Linked DNA regions of Pan troglodytes: regions 1 and 3 are each linked to region 2. A link is a contact called in public Hi-C data. All regions are on one chromosome and are shown on one strand. The core of a region is the stretch at or near the end of the contact, and the rest is flanking DNA. Distances in the headings are between cores, read along the strand shown.

Region 1 (2,717 bases), core at 54-2,553, 870 kb after region 2:
GAGAATAAAAGAGCACAGGGAAAGATCTCTCTTACAGTGATTAGGGGACAAAGAGAAGGCAGGAGTGCATTTTGGCCACGTTAAGTGTGAGGTGAAGGCCACACATACAATCAGGGGTCTTGAGAGGATTTAAAATGTCTAGTGACCGGGTGCAGTGGCTCACGCCTGTAATCCCAGCACTTTGGGAGGCCGAGGCAGGCAGATCACTTAAGGCCAGGAGTTCGAGACCAGCCTGGCCAACATGGTGAAACCCTATCTCTACTAAAAATACAAAAATTTGCTGGGTGTGATGGCGGGCACCCGTAATCCTAGCTACTCGAGAGGTTGAGGCATGAGAATCACTCGAACCAGGAGGCGGAGACTGCAGTGAGCAGAGACTGTGTCACTGCACTCCAGCCTGGGCAACAGAGTGAGAATCTGTCTCAAATACATACATACATACATACATACATACATACATACATAAAAATGTCTAGAGAAGGTCTAAGTTTCGTCACTGAATGTTTACTTACCAAAAAATGGGTGTCTTAGGGTACTCATGTCACTTGGAGTGTTGCCAGCTTCACTCGGAAGACAGGAGAGTCGGACGGGTTTTTATATTGTGGGAAGAAGCAGGAAGAATGGCAGAGGAGGGAGAACAAAAAGATTCAGAAAAGTTAAGCTACTTCTATCTCTTTAGAATTAACATGAGCCTAATGATTGGAGGACAGGGTAAAAAAACAAAGAGCTAAATAAAGAGAACTAGAGACAATGTAGTATAATATTCGGATGTACAAAGTACAAACTATAAAGTCTATTTTGTTTTAATAATTAACAAAGGTGCACCTAGTACACACACTATGGATCAGGCTTGGGGAAAACAGACAAATGAATCCAAGACTACTCATTTTGTGAGAGCTTAAAGCAAACAACTTTTAGCAGTATTTTAAAGCAAGCTAGTAAAATAAATAGAAGTGAAGTCCAAGGGATTTAAACATGAAAATTTGGGGAAAAAAGAACTTCGCAAAGCAAAACAGACAAAATACAAGGCTAACCAAACAAAGGCTAAATCAAATAAATAGGCATTGCCGTGTGCCCTGGAGAACTGCCAAGGAGAGTGAATTTCAACAAAGAATGCTTCTGCCACCAGTTAGGAAAACTTCAATTCCAGAAAGGCTGAAGGAATGCTGCAGGCACTGCCGAGTGACAAGGGGGGTTTGGGGGTGGAGAGGCAGTAGGTCAGACGTTATTTCAGACTATGCAGACAAACACGAGAACCTTCCTCAAGACAAGTAAAGGCAGCCCACTCCCTCCCAACGTGCTCCGCACACAGCTCCTTGTAAGAAACAAATCCAGGTCAAAGATGAGAAATTTGCATCTTCAAGGACTGCCTGTAGCAGCCTTCTCTTCTCAATTTGCAGATAAAAAGACCCCTGTAAATACTTCTCAGCCACCATCCTAGTATCCACAGTCTTGAGATGAAACAAGTCCACGTAGCCCAAGCACAACAAAGCACCAGCAATCATTGTGTGAGCCTGGATGCTGGGAACAGAGTCCTGCGGCTTTGGGGCTAGAATTGCTGTAGATCAACCAAGTATTATTCTCTAGGTCAGAGCACAGTTCTCCATTCAGTTGTGGCCTGTAGTAGTCATGGCAATAGAAACCACCACTGCCACGGCAGCAGTCCCCACTGACAGAGCACGTGTCCTGTGCCAGGCACAGGGCTGAGCAATTTGCATGAATTATCCCTGTTAAGCCTCCTAACAACCTGTCATTATCTTAATTTTATAGCTGTTCCCTCTACAGATGGGGAAACTAAGGCAAGCTGAGATACTTTTCAAAGGTCTCACAGCTAATAAGCAATGCAGCAGGGATTTAGATCCAGAGAATTGTTCTAGAACACGCTTTCTTAGCCAACAGAATGGCCAGAAGTCCACAAAAGAAGGCAGTGGCTAATCAACAAGCATTTATTCATTGTTGGTATGCTATACACTATGAACTATGTGGGTTAAAACTGAGGTAAAATGGTTTCATTGAAAAAAGAAAAAACTAGAATTCCTTTTACTCCCACTTAAAAAAAAATATCCTGAACTTTATTGGCCTTTAAAGAGAAAAAGGATCTCTATTCTAACGTCTAGCATGTCTATCCAGCAAATATCTAGGTTGTTCAAACCGTTAAGGAGACTAACAAATCAAAACAGGAGTTGATGATACATAGCTCAGGGGCTTTTTTTTTCTTTTTTAGTTGGCATTACCCAGGCTGATTTAGATCTAAACACTGGGGGGCCCTCAGGATCTGAAGTTCCTTAAGGTTTCCTGGGCTTCCTGGGCTTAGTTAGCATTGTTTTTCCTTCAAATTTCTATACTGCTCTATTGAAATATCTGTACATTAATATATGCTTTTTTTACATGACCTATTTTTCCAGTGGGACTGAGGATGAAAATTACAAATGCATATTTAAAGCCATAGGAATATTTAAATTCTCCCTGTTTTTGTCATACGTTTTAGTACTTTCTATGCGCGACGAAAGATAAAAACTTGTGTGCATGATTAATTGTAATGATGAAAGAATGCTAGGCAGTTGCTTAAGAAACGGGAACAACAAAGGAATAAACTACTGCAGGCATCACCAGGACTGGAATGACACTGCTCTGTGTACTCGATTTCCATGGCAACTAGCAATGGGAAGATGAATGTTTCATAGTCACTCTGCTCTGCAGTACACGTCTATAAATCA
Region 2 (2,700 bases), core at 14-2,513:
CCCGCCTCAGCCTCCTGAGTAGCTGGGATTACAGGTGTGTGCCACCACACCCAGCTAATTTTTGTATTTTTAGTAGATATGGGGTTTCTCCACGTTGGTCAGGCTGGTCTTGAACTTCTGACCTCAGGTGATCTGCCCGCCTTGGCCTCCCAAAGTGCTAGGATTACAGGCATGAGCCACCGCACCCAGCCACTTGGGAAGATTCTTCAAGTGACCATTTGGTCAAGCGCCCAAGCTTTTATGTAGGCAAACCTCCTAGTTATCCTAGGCAGGTGGTGGCCAATTCTTTTAAAGATTTCCATGGCTCTCGATACCCCCATCATACTCCAGCACCCATCCTGCCCTGGCTTATCCTGACAAAAGATTTTTTTCCCCCACATTTACCTGAACTCTCTCTTCCTTGCTATTCAGAGAAAATGAAGAAGGAAAGAGAAAGAACTACAGAATTACCAGGATACAAGGAACTTGCTGTTAAGATCTTCTTAACCTTCCAGTTGCTTGGGAATCATTGCCGTAGGGTGTCTCTGTACTCAACAGAAGGGTGAAGACGTTTTAGCAACAGTAGCAAAGCAAATGATCTTGGACTTACAGTTTCTTGATTTCTGATGATTAAGCTTCTGCACATACCAACCCCAAGACAGGGTCATTCTATAACTTCTTAATAAGGTTAAGGTATTTCGACTACTTGGTCTTCAGTTTCCCTCAGTAACAGAGGCACCAAGATCCTATTGCTCTCCAGCAACCAGGCAGGAGAGATTTGAGTCAGAGGAAAGCACGAGAGAGAAGTTAAGAACAGCAATTTCTTGAGTCATAAACGGAGTCAGGACTGTAAGTGTGATTTTCTGTTACCTGCCCCAGACCTCATGGAATTAAACTTTCCTGCCCTGATTCCTTGGATTCGATTCTCCAACCCCACTCACCTAGCCCGGCCTCCCCGAAACACAAATTGGAATGGCGTTGGCTCCCGGGCACACTAGGGGGCGCCAGCGGGCTTGTTTTCCAGGATGGCCCTAAAATTCTCTCCAGCGAGGAGAGGACCATGACGGCCAGGCCACGCTTGCTCTGAAAAGCGCCGAGCGTGGAAGGGTGTCTTGGAATGGGGTCTAAAAGGGAGAACGACATCCTTATGACTTGCTTTAGGCTGCTTTCTGGTTGTATTTTCAGAGCTGGGGATGAGGAGAGGTTGCGTAAAGGTGCCGGCCTGCTGCTGGCCGGGGCTGGCAGCCTTTCAGCCGCCGCGGGTGAGTCAACACCTGGGAATTGCATCCAAGGGCGGCCCTTTCAAGCTGCCTGGAACTTTCTGCCATCACACTGAGGCCACTGTTTGACCCAGTCCCGGGCCAGGGAGGCAGGAGCCGATCACGTCCCAGGGCAGTGCTTCTCCCTGGCGCTGAGTTCGTGGAAAGAGGCTGGGAAGGTTCTTTCCACACTTGAGGGCTGGCGTTGGGAAAATAGGGTAGTGCTCTCCGCCCCAGTGAACAGCAAGAGCTCACTTCCCCCAGCAGACTTCTGCTCCACTGGCCTACTTTCAGCGTGGAGTGGAAGGAAGCCAGCTCCAGGAGGGCAGAGGCTTCCTCTCCACCCCTCTCTTCCACAACCTTCAACAGGCGCCTTGTTCTCCCCGGCCATGGAACTGCGGATGGTGACCATCGTTTCCCAGCCCAGCAAGGGGAAATGAGGGAAGGAAATAAACGCAAGGTTTTTATTGCCAAATATTTCTTTCCCTGGGAGGACAACGCATTCAAACCGCTGAGTGGAGATTGGAGTTAGTCCAGCCATAAACCATCTTAATGAACACTAATAGAGAACCGCAATTATTGTTGACTTCAAAATGCAAACAAGAACTTTAGACAGTGATCCCTATCAGCCGGTGAGGCCGGGCACAGATGCCGGGCGCTGTTTTTGCCGTTGCTTAGCAATGGAAAATGAACTGTTCCTGTCTGTTATCACTGGAGGTGGAGGTAGGACAATGAGCTTTATTGGACTGAATAGGTATGAAATTAGTTTATTCTTTTTCACTTGGAGAAGGCAATTGGCAGCCAAGAGAGTCACTCGGAAAAGGGGTATTTTAGAGGTTGAGGGTGACTTTCCTTCTCATTACTTCGGTAAATCCTAACCACCTTGTTTTCCTCTACAGATAAAGTTTGAACTTTTGCCGGGAGTGTCCCTCCAAAACTATCATCAATCAGACAGAATAGCTGCAAATACCAACTCACAGACCAGGTTGGGAATTAGGGTGAGGTGAATGAAATCTTGGGTGCAAAATTTAAGGGAATGCCAAAAAACTTAGTAGCCAGGATAAATAATAGTTTAATGCAATATTTTTTAAAAGTCAAAATAAATGTAAAATAACCATGGTAAAAAAAAAATCAGATTTTAAATAAAGAGAAGCTCAATATCACTGATTTTTATTTTTCCTTTGGCTTCAGGCTTTAATATGGCACAGTGCGTCAGTGCCACAGACTTTTTACTGCACCAAACACATTTGCAACACGGAAGGTTTTGGGAGCTGCTTTTTCCTCAACAGTGTTGATGCTATGGAGTACAGAGCCCTGCAGCTGGGCAGAAGGGAGGGTCTCTTTCTGCAGTTCTTTAGCAGGCTTCTTCCAGGATAGTAGAGAGGCAAATGGCCTTGGGGAGGAACCTACCTATGCTTCCAGGGTAGTGACACAGGAAGTACTAAGGTACAGGACGTACTAA
Region 3 (2,700 bases), core at 54-2,553, 580 kb after region 2:
ATCAGTGTGAGAGTTAAAGTGGGCTCCAGTCATTCGTGCAGCCTTCAGAGCTCTGCACCCTCCGAGCTGCTCTCCTCTCCAAGGCAGAGTCGGCGATCAATGAAAAACAGGGAACAAAAGGAATATAACAGGATGTCTTCCTTAGCTAAGGAAAACGATTCCCTTTTTCCTCAATGAGCCAGTCGCACCCTGCCTACGACAGCTCCACACGGGAGCTTCCAGCAGACCAGTCCTTTCGGGTGAGGCACATTTTACATTTGCAATCATGTGTCCCAACTGCTAGCAAATGTGTCACCTTAAGCACAGCCTGTGACGGAGGGCTCCCCGAGCCCAACCAATTGAAACTAATAAATTAAATAAATTAATAATCCCACAATTAAAACCTCCCGAGAAAGATTGCATTTCCCTTCCCCAAATGTCATCCCGGGAGTATAAACAAAGCATGAAAAATAGTCTCTTCAGCCTTCCCAGCCGGCAATCATGGTTTTCCCCTCAAAACAATGTTTCCCCAAAAAGAGAAATCTTCTTATTACCCTCAGTGGAAACTCATCTGTAGATGTCCTATCAGGATAACCCGTTACAGTATTTGAAAAGAGGCTGAAACTGCCCATAGATTTGACACTGTTTATAATTGATAGCCAAACAGTTGCGACAGCAATGCTGTAAACTCTGCCCAGCCAAACAAACTCCACATTTAACACGTTCCTTCCTTGAAAATAAAAGTAACGCCCGGGGAGCCCACAGAAGTGTGCTTCCCTAAAAGTAATTAACAGAATTGCATCAATTATTTGATTATTTTTATAAATATCCATTTGTCTGCAAATTTTTTTTAAAAAATTTAAAAAGCGACTATCCACACATTCCTAAGAAACTTTTTTTTTTTTAATGAACTTACTTTTGAGACAAAACTAATGAAAATAAGCAACTTGCCATGGCTGGATCTTTCCCATTTGGGCTGCAAGCTATAAATCAATCTGAAACCAGGTGAAAATAGGGGGGCGGACACCTTTAAAAAAAAATCAAAGAGTGCCCCAAAATGCAGCAGCCTGAACACGGAGGGCTTCTCGTGACAATGCTAAACCCGAGCAGATTAGGAGGCAGGAAATGAGCCCCATTTTCGTTACCTTCGATCGCCTGCCCCCCCGCTGCTTCTCGCGGCCGCATTGGGGGGCTGCGGCGACGCTGGACTCGCGGGTGGCCCCGCCGCCGGGTCGCGCCGTCTCCCGGCCGAGCTGCAGCAGATCGCGGCCGGAACCCCGGCTCCTGCGCCCGGCGCCCGCCCGGGGTCGGCGGCGCGGCTCCCACCCGGGCCTGGAGCCCTGCTGGGTCCTAGTGCGCGCCGCGCGCCCGCCTCGCGGCCCGGTCTGCAGCCCGCACCGAGGGCAGGCAGCTCCCAGCGCCGCGAGTCTCCGGGCGAGGCCGCCACCCTCTCGGTCCCTTGCGAAAGCGGCCGCGGGGTGTGCGGATGAACTGGAGCTTAATGTCAAATCCTGGCACAAGATGTTCAAAAGAAAGACATTGGCTCCAACTGAACTCTTAGAAGGCAGATGCTAGGATCTGCAGCCCGAGGGTAAGCGTAGGGCAGTACCTGGCAGACAGAGGTTTGCCGGGTGCACTGGTGACACTGGCCGTTCACAGACGGTGAGACGCGGTACGGGATCGATAAAGATAGATTTCAAAAATATAACGCTAAAAAGAAAAAAGGTTGAAAATGTGTATGTTTAAAACAATGTTTTAAACTGTTTTTCCCAATATTTTCCCCCTGTTGACAACAGGCCCTTTTGCATTTCGCCTTCTTTTACTTTATAATATGCTCTTTTAAATAACAAAGCCCCATATGGCTAAACATGTAGTCATTTGATTTTCAAAAGACCTCAAAAATTGCATGAAAATATGCACTCATGTATCTCCTAAGAAATCAACGAGAAAGAATTAATGGTGGCATATGGCGTGCCTCATAGAGAGAACTTAATTACAAATTAAAACAAATGCGAAAATTCACAAATTCAGTAAACTGAAAGTAAATTATGATCCTAGATGTATACACAAATCAGCTCATGTACAATTAGGAAGACTGTAAATTCCAGGTTTCTCTTTCACAAAGGGAAAAGGGTGTTTGTTACATGAACTCATCAGATTCCCCTCGTTTGCCCCCAAAAGGGCTTTCAGCAACCTCTTGGCACATTCATTTACTGCAGCCCACCTGGAAAGCAACTTTTAATCTTGCAAGTGCTCATTTAAGAGGACAATTCTATTAGCCCTTAATTCAAAATAAAAGCGCTTTAGTTAGAAAAGCCTGTTTGAAAGGCTTCAAGACTGGGAGCTTTTTTTCAGTCTTTGATATCACCAAGTTTGAAGGTCGCAATTCTGTAAAACTGCTAATAACAATGGCACTGTGGTTTACACCATAAGGAAAATCAAATATGTGCTTTCTGATTTCTATTTTTGAAGCAGAAAAAAGTCCCTTTGAAAAGCACTCTTGCCCTCCCCCTTTCCAATTTTAGCTAAACAAGTGTAATGGAAGATTTTTAGTATTAATTAAACATCAAAGGCACCTTCTCTGATGCCTTATATCCACGCCAAGAACTAGTTGTCATATGTTACACTTGTCAATCTTAAATTACTTGCACATACATCTCATGCGACCTTTACCACACCTCTGTGAGAAAGCAGATACAATAATCTGCAATTTTCAGATGA

What was found. A called contact is a pair of places that touch in the nucleus more often than the background predicts.
Region 1: a Hi-C map of stem cell-derived neural progenitor cells shows a contact between it and region 2, with 7 times the contacts expected there. The contact joins two enhancer-like sites. A contact is called at or near these places in 4 of 7 Hi-C or Micro-C datasets (blood, induced pluripotent stem cells, a lymphoblastoid cell line and 1 more), 1 of 1 datasets of contacts at active chromatin or transcription factors (stem cell-derived excitatory neurons) and 1 of 1 other capture datasets (stem cell-derived neural stem cells).
Region 3: a contact with region 2 is called in a Hi-C map of stem cell-derived neural progenitor cells, with 5 times the contacts expected there. The contact joins the promoter of FOXN3 here to the enhancer-like site in region 2. A contact is called at or near these places in 1 of 7 Hi-C or Micro-C datasets (stem cell-derived neural progenitor cells) and 1 of 1 datasets of contacts at active chromatin or transcription factors (stem cell-derived excitatory neurons).

The regions. Positions count from the first base shown.
Region 1 is chr15:87,918,543-87,921,259 of NHGRI_mPanTro3-v2.0_pri, forward strand. All of the region lies in intron 5 of EFCAB11 (EF-hand calcium binding domain 11), which reads right to left. Among named protein-coding and RNA genes, the nearest start is that of EFCAB11, 40 kb to the right of the region's middle. Within about 2 kb of position 1,304, at least 13 of the 24 cell types and tissues checked have an H3K27ac peak or open chromatin away from gene starts, as enhancers often do. A contact at or near this core is called in induced pluripotent stem cells, stem cell-derived neural progenitor cells and stem cell-derived neural stem cells, where this site is marked.
Region 2 is chr15:87,047,393-87,050,092 of NHGRI_mPanTro3-v2.0_pri, forward strand. No RefSeq gene overlaps it. Among named protein-coding and RNA genes, the nearest start is that of TRNAA-AGC, 62 kb to the left of the region's middle. Within about 2 kb of position 1,264, at least 15 of the 24 cell types and tissues checked have an H3K27ac peak or open chromatin away from gene starts, as enhancers often do. A contact at or near this core is called in induced pluripotent stem cells, stem cell-derived neural progenitor cells and stem cell-derived neural stem cells, where this site is marked.
Region 3 is chr15:87,623,903-87,626,602 of NHGRI_mPanTro3-v2.0_pri, forward strand. It overlaps FOXN3 (forkhead box N3), which reads right to left and starts at 1,304. Exons shown (of 8, transcript XM_016926572.4): 1 at 1,125-1,304.